Regions from separate parts of the Danio rerio genome. Here region 1 is linked to region 2. The links are chromatin contacts, called in public HiChIP or PLAC-seq maps. All regions are on one chromosome and are shown on one strand. Each heading gives the region's core, a stretch centred on a gene start, on an enhancer-like site or on the middle of the called end of the contact. The rest is flanking DNA. Distances are from core to core; before and after follow the strand shown. Region 1 holds the start of jun (Jun proto-oncogene, AP-1 transcription factor subunit). Region 2 holds the start of fmo5 (flavin containing dimethylaniline monoxygenase 5).

The links. HiChIP or PLAC-seq counts read pairs in DNA pulled down with a chosen protein or histone mark.
Region 1: an H3K4me3 HiChIP or PLAC-seq map of embryo shows a contact between it and region 2, with 6 times the contacts expected there. The contact joins the promoter of jun here to the promoter of fmo5 in region 2. A contact is called at or near these places in 1 of 18 Hi-C or Micro-C datasets (caudal fin) and 1 of 4 datasets of contacts at active chromatin or transcription factors (embryo).

The regions. Positions count from the first base shown.
Region 1 is chr20:16,778,258-16,781,270 of GRCz12tu, forward strand. It overlaps jun (Jun proto-oncogene, AP-1 transcription factor subunit), which reads left to right and starts at 1,618. Exons shown (of 1, transcript NM_199987.1): 1 at 1,618-3,013. The coding sequence starts at 1,887. The coding sequence ends at 2,813.
Region 2 is chr20:16,357,340-16,360,476 of GRCz12tu, forward strand. fmo5 (flavin containing dimethylaniline monoxygenase 5) reads right to left here and starts at 1,785. Exons shown (of 9, transcript NM_198910.1): 1 at 1,744-1,785.

The DNA.
Region 1 (3,013 bases), core at 368-2,867, 420 kb after region 2:
TATATATATATATATATATATATATATATATATATATATATATATATATATATATATATATGAGAAAAGTGATAGAAATACCACTGATGATCATCACAAGATAAATAGGTTGTTAAACAGTGTATAAAGTCCATATTTTGTATCCAGTGGCACTGTGCTCGAGTGTTTGATCTGTTGTAACAAAGTGAAACATGTCAGAGACCATCAATAAGTGCTAGAGTAACAGTAACACAAAAAAACTGTCTTCTCTTTACTTTGACCTATATGCTATAAAACAGTAGAATCAACCATATTTTAATGTACTCATAACAAAAACTAATTAATAAAATAAACAATAATAAAAACGACCATTCTTGCAAATGTCCATCTCAACATTACCTGTATATTTATCTTACTAATGTTGTTATAAATACAAATAAACTAGCTATTGTGTCTTTACATACGTTTAAGCAACGTCAGTAAAAATCTCAGAAAGTAAACTGAAACGTCACTTGTCAGCTGTCACGCTATATTCGATCAGTTTGTGGTTGTGGTTGACGCAGTGACGTTTAACAGGGTTGTTTGCACTTTTGAGAGGATCTCTAGGGACTGTCACGGATACGGCGGCTGGACTTTGTGGCACGCTGTCACTCCACAATAAGAAACGCCCCCATTTTTAGACCATTGGCTGACGGAGCAAATGCACTTTGGCATAAAAAAGCAGACTATAGCCCTGTTTCTTCGTGCCAGATTAAATTATGTATGCCTGTATAACACTGAGGTTTTTAAACTAGGGTTCGGGGACCCCCAGGGGGCCAACAAGGGAGTGCTGGAAGTGAAGAAGAGTAAAATTAGCAAATACTAATTAATTCATAATATATTTCAACGACTGATTAAAAAAAAATACTTTTAATCAGCTAATCTAACATTATATTCAAACAAAATGAGTAACATCAAGTTATGCTTATTTAATTTATTATTTCAGAAGGCATTTCTTCTATTTTTTTTTCGTTTTAAATCTCCCTCAACATTTTATTGTAAGGTTGGAAATTAGTTTCACTGACTCCAAACTGTATTTCTAATATATATTTTTTACCTTACTGATGTATATGCAATACATTAAACTGGATCCAGAGAGTGTTTGGAACTTGCTGTTGTTAAAGAATGGCCGCGTCTTGCGAAACTCGCGCAAGAATTGGTCAACTCTCAAACATACAGCGGCACACATTTATTCTGCCTCTTCTTCTCAAACTTATAGTAAAGTTTAAGTTCTAAAAGTGGCGCGTTGTACATTACTCTGCTTCTTTGTATCCCGCCACGGTCTAAAACAGCTAAGCGGGTAACCAGATATTCAAAAACAATACGTAATCCCACAATGCACTGCTTTACAGCATTACCTCATCCCATCAGGCACCGCGAGTAGAATCTTCTGGGTGGTCGTCTAGGCAACGCGCCTTATCTGAAATTGTGACACGCCCAGTAAAACGCCTCCAGCCAATGAGAGGCTGCGCGCATTACATCATTTCTATTTTTAGTGGGGCAGCGGTAGCAGATAAGGTTTGCCTCCACGCTGGAGAAGCTCAGAGTATACAGACCTCGCCACAGTGAAACACCTCACTCAAACCAACATAAATAAGCCTTCGGCTAAGCACTGTTTATCTGCTGGTGTCTGAGAAGCGCGACAGCGGCGGAGGAAGAACTTTCTATCCGCGGAAGGCAGGAGGAGACGAGCCCGTGACACTGGCGATAACTTTACGCAGTAAGTTTCTCGCGGGACGGGGAGTTGAGGAACTTTTCCAATCCTCTCGCTTTTGTTCCAAACACCGCAGCGCTCGTTACTGAACGCGGACAGTGCTTAACAGCGCCTAAAAGACTGCTTCTGAACTAAAAGTTTCGCTTTGCCTTCTATGTCTACCAAGATGGAAACTACTTTCTACGATGACTCTCTAAACAGCGCTTTCTCTCAGCATGACAGCGCCACTTTTGGATACAACCACAAGGCTCTGAAACACAACATGACGCTCAATCTGTCCGACCCCGCGGGGAACCTAAAGCCCCACCTGAGGGCCAAAGCCAGCGATATCCTCACTTCTCCCGACGTGGGACTTCTCAAACTGGCATCACCGGAGCTGGAGAGGCTCATCATCCAGTCTAGCAACGGCATGATCACCACGACGCCAACTCCGACCCAGTTTCTGTGTCCCAAGAACGTGACGGATGAGCAGGAGGGGTTCGCGGAGGGCTTTGTGAGGGCACTGGCTGAGCTGCACCACCAGCACATGCCCAACGTCACCTCGGCTCCCCAAACTACTATCAACAGCAGCATGGCACCGGTCTCGTCCATAGCGGGCGGTGCGGTCTACAGCTCAGCCATGCGCGCTGATCCGCCGGTTTACGCGGATCTGAACACGTTCAACCCTGCTATCAGCAGCAGCTCGGCCAATCCAGCCGCGATGAGCTTCCCGAGCGCACCACCGCAGCTGCCCGTCCAGCACCCGCGCCTCCAGGCCCTGAAAGAGGAGCCCCAAACGGTGCCCGAGATGCCCGGCGAGACCCCACCGCTCTCTCCTATCGACATGGAGAGCCAGGAGCGGATTAAAGCCGAGAGGAAGCGCATGAGAAACAGAATCGCCGCGTCCAAATGCCGGAAGAGGAAACTGGAGAGGATCTCCCGGCTGGAGGACAAAGTCAAGACCCTGAAGTCGCAAAACTCGGAGCTCGCGTCCACCGCCAACATGCTGCGCGAGCAAGTGGCACAGCTCAAGCAGAAAGTCATGAACCACGTCAACAGCGGCTGCCAGCTCATGTTGACACAACAGCTGCAAACCTTCTGAGGAGAGCCGAAGGACATTTTGAGTTCAGCCACATAAACAAACTTCAGGGGCTTGATGTCTGCGATCTGGCGCGACAGAGCCCGCGGGGACCGGGACCGTCCGGCCGGCCGCGTGCCGTTAAAGGATGATCCGACTGGACTTTTGAGGAGCGCAAAACTTCACTCGGTCCGACAGAGACGCAGAGCGCATGAGACTCACTC
Region 2 (3,137 bases), core at 535-3,034:
GTCCACTTGAATAATTAAAAATTTAGTCTGTCAGTGTGAAAATAACTGATCGAAGAAGTCTAACAATTTATGATGATATACTATTAAAAATGGAAAAAATTAGCTGATATAGGGGCCAAATTCTGGACTTTGTCAGTGGGGCGTCGGCCTTTCGAACCAGTTGAACACCCCTGGCTACGGGTCTGAAAATGTGCATTATGTAGATTATTTTGGAATGGGATATATGCACACACTTTTAATTTCAGTCAGTCAGCCCCAGGAGTTCATATGAATTGTCATCCAATACAAAATCACAAAGTTTAAGATCTGATTTATTTAAAAACCGTGATCTTCACTGCTTGGCTGAGATACAATATAAAGTGGATATAAAAAAACAAAAACAAGCAGCACTGCAAATAAATTCTATTTTCTGTATCATGTTTTTAAAATATGGAAATTCATTTTACCCCAGTCTTTTCAATGGAGTTTTACATTAGCCTGATGACAGCGCCGGCGTTGGTTTTTCGTCTCTTTTTACGCTTTAACAACCAAATGGATGCTTAAATCTATGACTGATTATATTTGAATTACATTAAAACATTAATGTTGTAAAAGGAGCCTTATGAACTTTAAAATAGTCACATAATCCTTTCACTGGAAGTTCATCATTGGCTGAAAAACACTATGTGCATATAACCCAGCATCTTGGTAAAAATTGGTGAAGCATCCTGATGAAATGAGAAAGATTGTGGGAAAGGCATTGGTAAGGAAGTGGAGGGAGAAATAAGAATCCAGTAATATAATTCATGAGAAAATGTTTATCAGCATTTTTAAAGAATGCAGATAGCATTTGTTTACTATGAGTTCTTGCAAAGCAAGTTATTCTTGTCATTGTCACTCTTAATAAATTTTTTTTTTGTTGATCCAAACTTTTATTTATTTTTAATAAATTAAATATACTGTATACACTTAATCCTTTATGCAGCATATTTATTAATTATCAATTGTAGTAAAAAATCTTTTAATTTTGTCAATTGTGTAAAACCTTAAGCTGTGGATTTTTCTTTAATGTCAAAAATCATTAGACTGTAAAGTAAAATATCCAGTTTCACTAGACATTTTGTAAATTTCTACTATAATTATAGGCTATCAAAACTAGCATAAATATAGGCTTTCAAAAATGTATGATTAGTAATGTGCATTACTTAACACTTCATTTAAACAAATGTGATTAAAGGTGATTTAGTCAATATTTAGATTTTTATTTTACCCTCCCAGATTATCTAACAGTTGTATTTTATACAAATAACATTAATTTGTCCAATCCTAACATCAATTAAAAGCTTATTTTTTCAGCTTTCATGTGATGTGTAAACAAATCTACTAATCGACACCGATGACTGGTTTTGTTGTCCATGGTCACAACTGAGGCTTTTTGTGAAAGCCTATGAAATAATGGTCAACAATACAGATAATCATTGCCGTTAAAAAGTACAAAAAGCAGCAAAAAAAACATTACGCAGTCAATGTCGGTTTATTCATCGCTGTTGAATCATGTCTAACGTTACGCAGTGTTGATTTGCAAACTGAATTGCAAAAGCGATGAAAACAACAAACTTAAGCACGAACCCTCTATTCAGTGAGGCAGGGATAAAATAACATCTACAAACCGTAAACGTTAGAGAAGTCACGTTATATAAATACACCCGTTTCAGACGATAAGTGATAATACAGTAAAAAAAATAAGTTTGTGGCGCACTTTACCTCAGTGTGCAGCGGCAGTAGATGTCCGTCAGTCTACTCGAGCCCTTCAGCTACACAACACACTTCCACTGCTGGAGACCACACCCTCAAATGGAGAAGGGGAGGAGACCCTGCCGCCATTCACTATGGTAAGTAGGCTAATGCTGAATAGTCTTTCCTACAGTGCATTGAAAATCTGTGTATTACTTTGGTAAAAATAGTAAATATCTACATTTTAATCCTATATAAAATAATGCATAGCATAAAAACTAACATAGCTCAGAAGCAGTCAAAATGCATTCATGTTGGCTACATATTAACAGTGTTGGATGTAATTAGTTACTACTTGTAACTTGTTGCTGTAATTATATTACTTTTTTCTGCTGAAAAAGTAAAGGATTACTTAACATTTTAGGTCATTTAATAAGAGTTACCTATAATTGCTTAAATACTGCAAAGTAATTCAACAGTTCTGAATAAAGGAACAGATATAGTGGCGTGATCAGGGGGCCCGCATCGTCGCACCATATGTATATATATATATATATATATATATATATATATATATATATATATATATATACTTAATCCTTTTTGCAGCATATTTATTAATTATTATTTGTAGCAAAAAAAACTTTTAATTTTGTCAATTGTGTAAAACCTTAAAATAATTGTGGATTTTTATTTAATGCCAAAAATCATTAGACTGTTAAGTAAAATATCCAGTTTCACTAGACATTTAGTAAATTCCTACTATAATTATAGGCTATCAAAACTAGCATAAATATAGGCTATCAAAAATGTATGATTAGTAATGTGCATTACTTAACACTTCATTTAGACAAAGGTGATTAAAGGTGATTTTTTTAATATTTATATTTTTTTACCCTCCCAGATTATCTAACAGTTGTATCTTATACTAATAACATTAATTTGTCCAATAACGTCGCTTTACAGCTTGGATTTGAATGATTCTTTAGCGTAAAACAGGTTATTTTGCCTACATTTTAAGATTATAAGGCTGAACGTGACATGCAATGACATGTTATATGCAATGAGATCTTCCTGCAGTATTAAAGTCTAAAGTATTTCTCTGTTGCAGTAAGGATATTGCAATAATTAACCCCGAAGAAAGCAACTTGCTCAAAAATTAGAGGGTTTCGGAATGGTGGCCGAAAAATTGATACATCTCTAATCTCAATACACTGTTAGATTCCCATTGTTGCAGAATTCTGCTGTGTGATTGGCTTAGATCAATATGGATTTAAAAAGTCCAGAGCTTATCATTGCTATTGACATAAATTTTATAGCAATTAGATATGATATTGTTTATTGGGCCCAGGCTTACTAAGAACTGCTATGGAATTCCATGAGGCTTGAGGTTGACTCCATAAACTTTTAATCTGAGAAGATCA